Linked DNA regions of Triticum aestivum: region 2 is linked to region 1. A link is a contact called in public Hi-C data. All regions are on one chromosome and are shown on one strand. The core of a region is the stretch at or near the end of the contact, and the rest is flanking DNA. Distances in the headings are between cores, read along the strand shown. Region 1 holds the start of LOC123119897 (histone deacetylase 6). Region 2 holds the start of LOC123119900.

Region 1 (7,355 bases), core at 3,097-5,596:
TTCAAGGCCCCGAGCAGCAGCCGCACTTGCGCTGCTTCCGACAGATGGCAGGGCTGGTGGAGCGAGCGCGCGCCGGAGAATGGCCCCGCGGCCGCGAGTATGGAGGCACTCCTCCCGCCACTTCTTTGTCGCCGCGAGTAAGAAGACGGGCGCGGCGGCGCTGGCAGTGGTCTCCGACGATGGGAGGGGTGTGTCTGACAGCGGAGGAGCGGCGCCGACCGGACAGCAGTGCGCCGGCGGTCAAGGGCTTTGGGGTATTTGTACTGCTCGAGGTTATCGACAAGGGGAGGGCCTGATTGCGTTTTTCTTTTAGATGTAGGGGTGTATGTGTTAATATGTTGCCAAATCAGCTCCTTACATTTCGGTCCACTTGTCAGAAAGTGATTAAATGGGGTAAATCACCTGATTGGTGCTTTTTGCAAAAAGTTTATTGAATGTGCGGTGATTTTTGCAAATGATTAGGGACCAGGTGGTTTTCTGTAGAAGAAGCCCGGAATGTGGTGGTTTTATGCAATTAACTCTTAGAGACAACTCTTTACAGTGTATGGCGCCGGACTCCAAGCCGCTAGAGGCGGGCTTAGAGGCGAGAAAAGAGCACATTGTGGCGAAAAGTCCATTCTGCACCCGAGCTCATATGCTCCCGCATGAACAGTAAAATCGAAAAAAATAAAATAAAATTCAAAAAAATTCAATTTTTTTGAGAGAAACATTGACAAAAGTTCTAAGTGCCTGCAAAAATTCATCATGAAATCACATTCCTGTAAGGCGTGGCAAAAACACAAATTCAGTGCTTCAAAATGCGTTTGAAAGTAGCTTTTTTCAGAGTACTGTTTTTGTTTTTTTTGCCACGCCTTCTAGGAATGTGATTTCATAACGAATTTTTGCAGGCACTTAGAACTTTTGTCAATGTTTCTCTTAAAAAAATTAAAAAAATTTGTATTTTTTTCGATTTTACTGTTGAGCTCGGGTGCAGATTAGCCGTGTTGACATTGTGGATGCTCTAAGGATAGCATCCGCGTCCGTCGGTAGAAACACATGGCGAAGGTTGGAGTTCCAAGTAGCTTCCGTGTGGTTTATCGGCTCATGCAACATCTGTGGCAGGTTCTGGATCAAAGGCATAAGTGGTATGAGCAGTGGTTCCCTAGGTATCCAACTGGAGTCTTAAAAATCTGTCGATCCTCCATCACCAATGCAACAAATGAGGCCTTGTCGAAGAACATCTATGCCATCCTCAATTGCACACCACACCTTTGATGGGGTTTGAGTCAAGTTCCACATTTAGATCAGACATCAATGTTTAGATCACTCGAGTACTCATCTTAGAACAGTCATCAATGTTTACCACACATGTTTGGTTTATCATATTTCATTAACCAAACATGAGTTCATGGCATGGGAAGAAAAATACTTCCTCGGTTCCTAACTATAAGTCTTTTTAGATATTTAAAATAAGCTACAACATACGGATGTATGTAGACATATTTTAGAATATAGATTCCCTCATTTTGTTTCGTATATAGTCATTTATTAAAATCTCTAAAAAGACTTATATTCAGGACCGAAGGGAGTAAGTTGCAAACAGTATACTTCCTCTACGGCCTTGTACAATGGAAGGTGCTTAGTAAAATAAACCAGGTTCTTCTTAAGCACCGGTGCTTATTTTTATAGGACAGACGCTTTAAGCGTCTGTCCTATAAAAATAAGTACCGGTGCTTAGAGAAAAACTGATTTATTTCTCTAAGCACCTATCCCAAACACCATACATTGTATAGGGCCTAAGATGGTATGTTCTTTTTTATGTTGTACTCTATCCGTAAAGAAATTTAAAAGCGTCTAGATCATTACTCTGTCCGAAAAAGCTTGTCTCTCAAATAAATGTATCTAGCACCAACCATTTGAAGTTTAGGACAAGCTTTTTCAGACAGAGTACTAGCTAAACACTTATATTTCATATTTCTTTACAGAGAGTGTACATATAATCTTAATGTGCAATTCATGTCAACCCTGGGTTCGAGTTCAGTCCTGGCTTACACCATTACACGAGTGCTCATTCATGTGCTCACCCGTGCTTCATTATACAATTTAGCATCTTTGGTACAATCTATATTTTCATGAATGGATCATAATAAAATGGATTTTAGTTATCTAAAGAAGATTCACTTTGAAGTAGCTATTTCCTACTCCCTCCGTTCCAAATTAGTTGACTTAAATTTGTCTAAATAAGAATGTATAATTAGTTGACTTAAATTTGTCTAAATAAGAATGTATCTATACTTGTTTAGTGTCTAGATACAGATGTATCTAGATAAATATGGGTCAAAGTAATATGGAACGGAGGGAGTAGATACCTATGGTACTTCACGGTTGCACGGTTCATCGATTCAGTCCTTCATGTGCTTCCATAATTTTACCTATGGTACTTCACGGTTGTACGGTGCATCGATTCAGTCCTTCATGTGCTTCCATAATTTTTATAGAGCGTCTTCCATAAGCGTTTTAAAGGCCACTTTATGCAACAACAGATAGAAATGAAATAAGCATATTTGCTGGGTTGCTGGTCTGTTACAGCCATTGACCCAATACGTTCTAATAAAAAAACAAGTTACTTATAACTACCAATGGCAATGAGAGGGGACAAACACAGTCAACAGAATGATAAAGACTTCTCCATGGGTAATTAACTCATGTTCAACAATTACATCATTCAGTATCCATCAAAACATAAAGCCACTCTCGGAGTACAGAGCAAACATTACTGGAATTGTAATTAAGCCTTCTATTAAGTGCTCCATTCCTTCAACCCTGATCAGCATCACTTCAGGGTAGCAGGACCAGGTGAATTAACGGTACTGCAACAAAAGAAAATAATCCAATAATTAGAACAATAGTTCTGCACAAACGATATGTCTAACTACAAATTTTGATATACATGTTTTATTCTAGAATAGGAAGGCTAGATGCAAAGAAACAACGCTGCATAAGAACATCAAGACAACTGTATCAAAGCTTGGCTATTATGTTATCTGAATCATATTAACCAATTTCAGAAATTGCCAGGCCACAATAACAGCATACCACTAGTGAATTGTCAGACTCATAACTACATCTTTAATGTAATGAAATGCCAGCAAAGCACATCTCAATACAGAAGCTGCAAAGTAAATGAGTCAACCATAGAGAACAATGGAGCACATCAATTTGTTAACAAATCATTTATCTCATTTGGATGTAGTCTAGGAATAGGTATCATCAAACACTAGAAGGCAATAAGGAATCACAAATCTAATGTATTAAGTCATATCTGACATTTGAAGCTGTTTACTTAAGGACTACATATATATAGTAAGGGAATCATGACTGACAAAATAATAATATAATTTCAGATTGTTTCTGGTGCAACAATAATGTTCTTGTTGTATACCTTGATGAAGCCAATGTCCTTGGCGTTGCTGCGGAAACACTGCCTGCAGCACATCAGCCCATACTTCCTGATCAGTCCATGGGAGTTCCCACAGACCCGGCTACCAAAAATAACAAACTTGGGGTCAGTACAATCACTCGTAAGCATACTTGTTAATCACAATAACATCAGTGATCGAATGGTACGCCAGACAAGCCAGCACCACACGCTATTTCAGTTTGTTACCGCACAACACCGGAAATTAAACTTTGAGGCAATTCTAGCAATATTTTCCTAGTTCTAGTCGATTGTGAAGCCACTTGCACATCACAGCAAGCTCTGAATGGTTTGAGCAACATACTAACACCAAAACCCGTAACCTTTCGACCAATTAATCAGTACCTAACGACATCTAACTAAGTTAAGCAAAGAAGAGTTTAATCGCCATATGAAGCACGCCAGAATCAGATGATACAAGTTGCCAACGACATCAACAAAATACACATCATATGAAGATGGGAAAGCCTTTATCAATGCCACCTGACCACACCTAACACAGTTAAATATGACATGTGAGCAAGTAAGGTTTTAACCGCCATATGAAGCACGCCACGATCGAATAATATATGTAGCCAACTACATCGTCCAAGAGACAGATCCAGCCGAACAGTTGGTCTAGCAAGAGATATCTAGCCGCGGGAACGAACTAGGCATTTTAAGGAGATGGAGGGGATCGAGGCGGTGGCAGGAGTATTACCAGACGCGGGAGCCGGGCCCGTAGTTCTTGGGGTGGGAGTTCCAGACGTTGGAGTGCCCCATCTTCTTGTTCGCCTTCCGCCTGCCGCCGCCGGTTGCTAGGATGCGCGTGGGAGAATGAAAGGGTAGTTGGCGGCGGTGCGAGCGGGAGAGGCTTATATAGGGAGACGCCGGTAAACCCTAAGCCAAGGGCACGGGTTGGATTGGGCCCAGGCCGACACTTAGCCCCGTATACGGGCTTAAAGGGCCTTTTTGTTGGGCCCAGCCAATCATGAGCATTTGGGCCTCAGATATATGTGCTGTAGCTGCACGACTCGCCGTGGCCCGTGAGACTCGTCGGGAAAAAAAATCGTCGTCTCCTCCTCCACTCCGACTCGCCGAGGATGTCTTCCACCGCCGGAGCCGGAGAGCACTCGTCTTCATCCCGACCTGTCCGTGTGAACGACGCAGCCCCTACCTACCGTCTCTGTGTTGTTTCTTACACTCCACTGACTTGTCCTCGAATGTTTCGTCGTCGCAGGGGAAGGAGAGAGAGGAAGGTGCCGACGATAGCAACCGCAAGGTGGACGATGAGGGAGATCTGAGCCTGGAACTCTATGGAGCCGAGGCGGGGTGGGTTGAGGCGCGGACCAGCTGCCCGCACCTCCCTGCCATGCCCGCCGCCAGCGCCGACGAACTCGCGCGCGTTCCCGCGCCTGATTCCCAGTGCTCTAGGTTTGTCTCACCATCCTTTTCGAGTTTGGTGTCTCGCGATCCTGGGCCTGACATGCGGATTGTTAGGGTTCTTATCTGCTGCTTGATGCTCTCCCCTTGGGCTAGGTTTTTTTTTCTCCCTATTACTATTGGCCTCTTGAGTTCTAGTTCAAGGTGGCACTGTTTGGCTGAATCCCTAGTTCCCAGACTTCAGTTATGGTGAAATATGACTAGATAACTTAAATTGACAAGGAAAAGGGATTGATACTTGATGACAATGCGATTGATTGGTACTAAGTTGTCACTCGAAAGTGTTATGGCAACTTGGCAAGTCATATATATGCATGGTTGACATCACAGCTTTCGTTAACGAAAGTGTGCAAAGGGTGTGAGTTGCCACCAAGGTTTGGTGACAAGAATATCACCCTCTGTCCCATAGCATTCCGATGCTCTGCTCTAGTACTGGGTGTGTAGTATGTCTCAGGAAATGGTTGAGTAACTAGATGATTTTGAAATGAGTAGTTGCACTACTGATTAGTTAGATTAGAATTCAAAGATCATTCTCTTTTCGGTTAAATGTGGACCATGGATGTCACATGAGGTCACTGGTTTAGCTAAAGAAATCAAGTCATGCTGATGAGGAACACTAGATGAGAAGAAAGAAAACACATGCCAGATCTGTTTGGCTACTTCTAGATGCTTCCACTCTAGTGTAGTATTTCTTTCCTTTTCTTTTCTATCCTACCTACTGTTTTCTAGAGTCTTCTAGTTGTGAGTAGCTATGAGTAGAATGGTGAAACTACATAATGTTTTCTAGAGTATTCCAGCTATAAGTAGAAGTATGTGAAGGCTTCCCAAAGCCCTATAAATAGAGGTCCTCGCCTCTACTTTGGAGGCAGACTATGTACCCCTACCTATAATAGAACTTGTTGTTCTTATCTAAGATCTTGGAGTAGATCTTGTGCCCTAGGAGTTCTGGATTGAACTCTGCTGCCCTATCAACATACATTCGCCTCTAGAGCGATATCTAGCGCAGCACGTTGAAGCTGTTCCTTCAACACTTGTGCTGTACACATTGTAGCAGCAAGGTGGAGTTGCTCCTCCACAAACTTTGTGCTGCTTCAGGTGGTATCAGAGCCTTGTTGACCCATACTAGTTCTTGCTGTCCTCTTCGAGAGTAAGTTGCAGCAAGCAATGGAGCAATTGGAGAAGAGGATGGATGCTGCTGAACAACAAATCAAAGAGCTGCGTGAAGATCTTAATAGGAGATTTGACCAGCTGGTTGAGATGATAAGAAAGGGTGTCCCCCCTGCTACCAATGAAGGAGATTCATCTAAAGAAGAGGAAGATGTTCATCAAGGAAGACGGAGAGGTAATCTTGGAGCAAGACCGCCACGACAACATGTTGTTCAACGTGCTTCAAGAAGGCCAATTTATGTTGAGGCTTCTGAAGGTGAAGAATATGATGATGCCCTTGAAGAGCCAAATCTCTACGCATATCGGAGAGCACCCAACCCTACATATGCAAGAGATACATACAAGGTGAAAGCCGAGATCCCAAGTTTTAATGAAAATGTTGACATTGAAGGGTGCCTGGATTGGTTATATGAAGTGGAGACTTTCTTTGAGGTCATGGAGGTTCCGGAAGATCGTAGAGTTCCTTTGGTCGCATACAAACTGAAAGGAGGAGCCAGTGCATGGTGGCATCGCGTTCAAGAGGAGCGCAGGCTCAGAGGAGAACCTCATATTAGAACTTGGCGACAAATGAAAGGCCTCTTGAAAGGGAGATTTTTGCCCGCTGATTATGACCAGATCCTATTTATCCAATTTCAAAATTGTGCTCAAGGAAATAGGACTGTTTCAGATTACACGGAGGAGTTTCTAAGGCTACAAGCGAGGTGCAACCTTGCTGAAACTGAAGAGCAACAAGTTGCAAGGTACATCAATGGTCTCAATGATGCTATTCAAGATCGATTGATGATGCAACAAATCTGGTCCGTTGATCAAGCACAAGCTCTAGCCTTAAAGGCCGAGAGGTTTGTGAGGATGAGAAAGACAACTAAGGCTCCATATCCTCCATATCCTCATACCGAAGGCTCATCTAGGAGCCAACCTAATAGAGTGGAAGAAAAGACCACTCCACCAAAGACAAAACAGCCCATCCCGAAGCAAACTAGAGGCAAGGGTAAGGCAAATGAAGGCCCAAAGTGCTATAAATGTGATAAAGAGGGACACATATCCAGCGGCTGCCCACTAAGGAAATTTGTTAACACGACTATCCATGATGGTGAAAGCGATGAGGAAGAATACGAATCTGAAGATGTAGACGGACAAGAGGTTTGTCAAGAAGAAGGTGAAGAGGTGGTATGTGTGATCCAGCGTGTCCTATGTTCCACACCACAACTCGATGACACACAACGGAAGAAAATATTTGAGAGCAAATGCACGGTGAATGGCAAGGTATGCAAACTAGTGATTGATAGTTGCAGCTGCGAGAATCTTATCT
Region 2 (7,355 bases), core at 3,489-5,988, 170 kb after region 1:
CCGGATAGGAGAAAAGGTAGGTGGGGACAGTGCATGTGGTGGATATTTGTGGTTTAGTGTTCGCTCGGGAGGAGAGAGAAGGGGACCATGCATGTGGAGTTGGGAGGAAAGAGAGAAGAGGAGGACCATGCATGTGACTGGTCAAGTGCATGTCCTGACTTCGCCAAAGCCCCCACCCACTCACCCACGTTTGTCTCTTGGATATCGGAATACATACGTCCGGACTACTAAGCGGGCATATACTGGTCCCCGTTGGATGACAAAAGTGGTTCAGACACTGTGGTCCAGACATATAGTGGAGGTTTGAGGCATCTCCAACAGCAACCGGTAAATTTCCCCCCGCATCCGTCCGCGGATAGGGGGGACCAGTCTGCGGACACGGATGCGGGAGGCAGCCATCCAACGCCGCCTGCATACATTTCAAGCCGAGTTTTGAATTAGCAGACGAAATTCATGCAAACCGATTGATATTCATCAAAGTTCAGAAAGAAAATAGCACAAATCATCCATATATAGCATGCAAATAAGTCTAGTTTCTCAAATTCGATGTCCAACAAGTTTTTGAATGGCTCATGTCATCCCACACATACTGCCCCTTCAGCTTCATCCAACAGTGTGTGTACGTAAATGACCGTCTCTTTGTCCTATGATACATCACGGCAGCGCCTACGGGCTACACAATGTGTAGTGCAACATTTGAGTGAATGAATGATTCAATCAACAAGTTGAGGAACAAGAAGCAAAACTTACGATCTCCTCCTCTACCGCGTGCAATGGCCACCTTGTGTCCAGCTGAGCAACTACGTGACAAAACTTGGCGACGATGGTGTGGGTGGGGTACCATTGATAAGATAAGGACCTTACATTGTGATCATGGATGATGTGCATGTCATAGGGCTCAATGTGCTTTCATGCGTGAAAGGATTCATGCACTTGCAGCCAGAATGTCCCCTCTCTGCTCCTGCCAATGAAATCTACGGATACGACCAACCACGCATCGCAAACAACTCATCCTCCATGGTCGAGTACCCCGCCACTCCTCTTACTCTGAGAAAACAACATGGCGTCTGAAAAAAGAACAATGGCACTTGACCGAACACATGTCGGGCGTGGTGACCGCCATGGAGGTCGTCGACTGGGTGGCGGAGTGTACCTTGGTACAAACGGCTCCAGGATGGACAACACTGTCTTAAAAGGCAAGCAGGCACGTCGGTGCTGGTTGCGAACATCCGGCAATGCTTGTGTGACGGTCGGAGAGGTACAACGGCAGCGGTGGATGTGGAGGTTGTGGATGCAAAGCAAGGTGGGAAGTGGCGGAGTGGAAGAAAATGGGACCAGGAGGGCGGATTCAGTGGGCCTGGGGTGTCAGAATCCAACGTGTCCGTTGTCTGGACTCCCGCAACCCCCCCCCCCCCCGGGTCTCCACTTTGCGGGGGAAAATGCTTACAGACCACTGAGCGGACTGATACAGGTCCGTGTTTGATCGCTTCCGCGGTCCGGACAACACAATCTAGACGTGTGCGGATGGTTTGAGAGTCGGTGTTGGAGATGCCCTTAGACAACTTTATATTTTGTAGGTGTTTTTTTATGCGTGTTGGTATTAACCATGTGTATCTGCAAAGGTCATGGACTCGTTGTGTTTGTAGCCCTTTAGGTTTGATTCTGAGGTAAATAAAATTCAGTCTTCGTCAAAGAACACTGAACATGCATGGATAGATGGAGCCATGTGACAACCTGCAAGCGGAACGCTATTGGCTAGGACATAGGTAGATCTGAGGATTTTGTCTTCTTTCGTCGAGCGCAAGGAGGGAGACCTCGACATGGCATCTTGTGTGTGATGACGTGGTGACATGACGCGGTCCTAGAAAATTAGTTGCGCCTCCTACCATTGAGAAAAATCAGGTGATTTCGTTTTTTTTGTTGGTTAGATTTCTTCTTACGTTATGAGATGATGACTAGACGATCTCATTTTACCTGCCGAATTATGTCGTCTTCCTCCGAGCCGTCTAATCCAAGAGAACATCATGACGCGTGATCAGTTGTCTGCCCATTTTTGGGGCCTCTGGCAATTACGTTTCCTATATTGTTTCTAGCATCGCCAGAGATAATTTTATTTTGTTTTTGTTTCGTCGTAGTTTTATCTGGTACTCGAAGTACATGAAATTTCTGGACAAATACACCCAATTAAATTTGTCCATAAAATACCCATTTAATTAAGTATCGGTACTAGCTAGCTTGAATATAGACAGATGGTGTATGTAGACTTTCTTCTTCTTTTATTATCTTAAGAAGGAGGTTAAAACCTCAATCTCAGCATCAATGTGATGTACACGGTCATTTTTATTAAAACAAAGGCAACCACAACTGAAACATTACAAGATATGAAATAAATATCTTGTACTATAACTTCCTCCATAAGGAATAAGCACCCTCGCATTGTCATTGTCACGTCTGGCCCAAGACTGTCAATGCAAGTATTTTCATCATGATTACTAAGACAAACCACATAAAAACAGCACATTAGCAAGTAGACAACACATTCAACATGGTAACCATGCAAATTTGCCACCTCTGAGTCCAACCAATCAAGGCCAAAACAAGAGTTTTCAGCTCTCACATGAACCTCGATGTTCCAAACATCATGTTGAAAATGGATCTTTCGGTAGTCACACGGCCTTGTACTCCGCATCAGGTCGAAATGATGCTAGAGGATAGTTGGGACATCTTCCCACCATAGATCATCTTCTCCTTTAGATGCCGTAGTCAGCGCTACGGAATCTGTCACCCTCCATGCACCGCCCCTCCTCCTCGGCCCTGGCGGCGGCACCCACCACGAGCACACTGCATCGTTAGAGCATCTACAGCCGGGCGCCTTAAACCCGCCTCATACGCCCGGGCAGGCCGCCCGCTCACTGTTCGGTCACGATTTTGACCCAGACGGGCCCCTCAAATGGCCCTCAAACACCAGGGCTGACCGGCACCCCCCATATCCAGCCCAAATATGGGGCGGATATGTGGGCGCCCAGGCGTATCCGGGCACGCCCGCCACGTCGGACCCGGTCCACGCTGGCCCATCCGACCCTACATAAAATTCTTCCCATCCGCTCGCCGGACCAAACCCTAGCCACCTCACTCCCCCTCCCCTCCACTCCCCTCCACCACCCAAGCTCGTCTCCGACTCCTTCCGGTTGTCTCCGGCATGGCGGGCAGCGGATCCGAGTCCTTCACCTCCAGATCCGTCGACCCCAAGTTCATCCCACGCGGCCCCGAGAAGGAGCTGGCCGTCTGGCCTCCGCCGCGCCCGGGAGGACGCCCGTGCATGTAATAATATGGATTTGAGGTATCCGAATGTGAAATGCGTTTTTTAAAGGATGACTGGTCACTGTCCGCGGACGCGCCCAGGCGCGTCCGTAGGCGTTTGAGGGGTCGGATTTGCCAACTCCGGCTGTAGATGCTCTTAAAGGGAGCGAAAAGGAGGAAGGGAGGTTTCCGTCGGAAGAAACTCGCCGATCCATAAAAGACAGATCAGGTGGTTTCTTTCCTTGGCCATCCCCAGGTGTCTACCTGAAATAAAGTACTAACAACTACTAAAACCGAAAAGGCAGGGATTTCGATTTCCAGCAAATGCAGTCAAAGAAGATTGGGGCATAAGCACCCAATCACCCAAACAAAATCATGCATCTACTAACCCAGACGACAAGTCTACAAACATCTAACAAATCCAGCTAATCCTATGGGGGGAGGTGATGGGGACATGCATGGGGTGGCAATTAGATGGACAGTGATAGGGCTGACACCATGTGTGTTGAACTAATCATGCATGCAGCTCTTGGATCTTGAGGCCCTGACTTGTCAAAATCCTTGGAATGGGAGTGAACAGTTTGCTTGCGTTGCAGGCCTCTCCCTCCCTCCCACATATCCTGAGGGTGAGGGGGGACCGGGACCAACGCATGTATGTTATTGTTACCAACCACTCCCACATAACTCGCTATCCAATCACACTGCCCAATCTTGAGCAGCATATGAGCCAACACAAGATCCACACTTGAATTCTGAATCTGGTCAGGATTCATTGCTGGATCTGTCTGTAGGAAAAAAGATCCTGCCTTCAGGTTAATAGTAATTCTTCGCAAAAAAAATAGTAATTCTTCGCTTGCCCCTTGGGCCTTGGCCGTAAGAAAGTAACTAACCCGGTAAAACTGATGGGCCTTGTACTGCTTATTACAGTATTTCCTTCTGTTGTGGCAATCAATTGAGTTGGGCACCTTTTTTATACTCTTTTCTTTTCATGTGATGCTGAGGCATATGTTCTGACTTTGGATGACAGTAATGAAAGATTATATCTATGAGCTGTGACAAGTGGTGATGATAATCTTAATCCAGTGCACATGCGAGTACTCCTATAAGAGATCTAAAACACCCCTCAAAAAAATATGAGATCTAAAACATGACATGCCTAGCTGTCTGTTCAGTGAACCTCATGATGCAGTGATCCACAAAAAAACATTCTAATAAACCAACAAAAGCTCCACAACCCCACTGAGAACACAAACAATCGAATGACTAAAGAAACCTACACTTGTCATAACATGAACAAGATCCGTCGTGCGATAAACATATCGATTCGTGCAATTCGACAACGGAAATCTTGCACGATGTAGCGTGGGAGGGGGGCCGCGCTCGGATTATTGGCCCGGGAGATGAGAATATTAATAGCTGGGGCTTGTTATCTTGGTCCTATCCTTTTCTTGGCACTACCTACATAGGAGCATCTTTGGCTCCTTTATCATGCATGAACTCCATTGGCCTAAGTGGCTTGGGTTTGTTTGGCACGGCCACAAGGCCCCACCATGACAGTAGAACTAATGACAGGAGAGAATCTTAAATCCCCTCCCTCCCCTCCCTGCCTCACCAGATTTGATACATGCCAACCTGTTGCTTCTTAACAGAACCAAAAAGGTTTGGACCTTGGCCTAGAAGTAGCTAGCAAGAGAGATCTTCTTGGGGGAGAAAGAGGGAGAGTGCCTTACCTTGTTCAGAAGAGAAGAATTCAGAAACAGGACTCCTTGCCAGAGGTGAGCACAAGTCTCTTGATACTTCCTTCCTCTTTCTTACCTTGTTCATCTCCGATGATTCTTGTCTTGAAAGTTCTGCAATTCAGCTAGCTTTCCTGGGACATGATAATAATATCTTCAAAGTCTACGAACCACGGTCCTTTGATCGGTTCTTCGTTCTTTCTGTTCTTCATTCTTTGTAATTCCATGTGCAAAGGACGGTGCTGATGCTCAGCCTTGAGAAAGTGCAATGGCATGTTTCTATTTGCCAGGAAGCTGTAGCTGGTCTTCCTCCTGTCGTTTTAGGGCTCTCTGATCTTTTAAGGACTGCCATCTGTGTTGAAACTGTTTCCTAGTTTCTCTGGGGAAGCACAATGGCATGCAAGCATATAGAGCAAGGAAGGAGATGCAGAATTGTGTCATGTTTTCTACTCCCTCCGTCCGAAAAAACTTGTCCCAAGCTTGTTTCTCAAATGGATGAATCTGGCACTAACTTGGTGCTAGATACATCTATTTGAGGGACAAGCTTTTCCGGACGAAGGGAGTATAAGTCTTTTTAGACATTTCAAATGGAATACAACATACGGATGTATGTAGACATATTTTAGAGTGTAGATTCATTCATTTTGCTCCGTATGTAGTCACTTGTTGAAAATTCTACAAAGACTTACATTTGGGAACGGAGGGAGTATAATTCTATCTCAAAGAATCAAACGGTACTACAGTTGCAGGGTGTAAATTCGGTAGGTTTCAATTTGGGCAGGGATGGGTGGGAAACACTGAAAGGCTGATGGAGTTTGGGTTACAGATAGGAAAACCTACATATTTTTGTAAAATCTAGTACGTATATTAGAAGCCAAAATTAGAATTGTGCAGGCATACGAACTTAAGATGATCAGACCTAAAAATGCTTCTTACCATAGCCTCCACGAACTCAAGATCTTAGCAGTCCAAATTGTCTGACCAACGTGCATAACTCCCTTTCATATGATCTACGATGGTATTCATGATATATGCTTTATATTGCTCTAAAACTCTCAGCCAATTCACAAGGAAAATACGTACCAAACTTTTATATAACATTTCTCGACAGAAAAAACAACCGGGTCTCCCCCATGTTATTTCCCTGTAACAAACCAGTTCACATGCTCACATAAAAACTGATTAATTTGTTAGGTCACGTCACACACCACCATAGCATTTATTTATGCTTGCATAGGATACTCATTTACACAACTATACAACTTATTAATTGGCAAAATGGCAAAGCAAGCTGGATACTCCTATGTGGAGAATAATAGAACTTGTACAGAGCTATAGAGAAGCAAGTACAATCATTCAGAAGCTACACATGAGAGTGTCTCCATCTCAAGGTAGGAGATAATTCACGACAAGCAGACACGCAACCAGCACATAAACAAAGCTCCAATTATTGCAACGCATATGCAGTATCTTGCTATTGTTGGGAGAAAAACTTTTGGTGCTCATGTGTCAGGCTCTGATGAAACAGGTGAGGCTGATACTTCGTGTGGGTTGGTGAGAGATGGAGAAGAAACATATGAAGATGGCCATCCTGAGGCAAGAGCAGACATTCAGACAACAGGTAAACCAATGTCTGGTTACAAGTAGTGCCATCTTCTAGCTATATTGGTGGAAATATTGAACGGACTGTTCTTTTGTTGAAGCAGGTTCACGAGCTGCATCGCGTATACGAGGTTCAGAAGCGGCTGATGAAGGAGATGCAGGCTGTTAAGATGAGCCCAGCTCAGGCAAGAGAGGATACTCGACCAGAACCGATGCTGGATACAGATCGACCACAATGGCACATCAACTCAGGCGAGAAGACCGCTCGTTTCACCGAGGACTTCAACCTGGAGCTGACACTAGCAACTGGGGGTGATACAAGGAAGCAGGAGATGACATCCAACTCCGAGTCTGGAGCAACGGTGACATCGTCGACTTCTGCTGAATCAGAGTCGGGGCAGCGATTCCCCAAGTCCAATGTAGACCTGAGGTTTCAACATGAGAGCAAGAGGCATGATGATCAGCTCACGCAGTCTCCCTGGCTCTACCAATGTTTAAGTCTCAAGATGGCTTAATGGCTTAGCTACGGGTGGCTTACAGAAGCATATGCATTATTATATGTACATCAAAAAACTAATTCGTTGCAATCAGAGGAATGCGATCAATAGAAAGTCATCATTCACATCTACAAAAAATACAACAAAATCATTTCAAAGAACACCAACGCCAAGAAAAAGCGAACAAACTGTGTAATCGTCTTCTTTCTGCGTACAAGGG

What was found. Hi-C and Micro-C count contacts between places; a contact is called where the count stands out from the background.
Region 2: a Hi-C map of leaf shows a contact between it and region 1, with 3 times the contacts expected there. The contact joins the promoter of LOC123119900 here to the promoter of LOC123119897 in region 1. A contact is called at or near these places in 4 of 5 Hi-C or Micro-C datasets (leaf and root).

Annotation. Positions count from the first base shown.
Region 1 is chr5D:135,062,968-135,070,322 of IWGSC CS RefSeq v2.1, forward strand. It overlaps LOC123119897 (histone deacetylase 6), which reads left to right and starts at 4,347. Exons shown (of 5, transcript XR_006459057.1): 1 at 4,347-4,587; 2 at 4,677-4,870. It overlaps LOC123119898 (40S ribosomal protein S29-like), which reads right to left and starts at 4,314. Exons shown (of 3, transcript XM_044539863.1): 1 at 4,158-4,314; 2 at 3,422-3,521; 3 at 2,651-2,849. The coding sequence starts at 4,219. The coding sequence ends at 2,841.
Region 2 is chr5D:135,237,044-135,244,398 of IWGSC CS RefSeq v2.1, forward strand. LOC123119900 reads left to right here and starts at 4,739. Exons shown (of 3, transcript XM_044539866.1): 1 at 4,739-5,075; 2 at 6,565-6,657; 3 at 6,743-7,283. The coding sequence starts at 6,598. The coding sequence ends at 7,153. It overlaps LOC123119899 (PXMP2/4 family protein 3), which reads right to left. Exons shown (of 4, transcript XM_044539865.1): 4 at 7,308-7,355.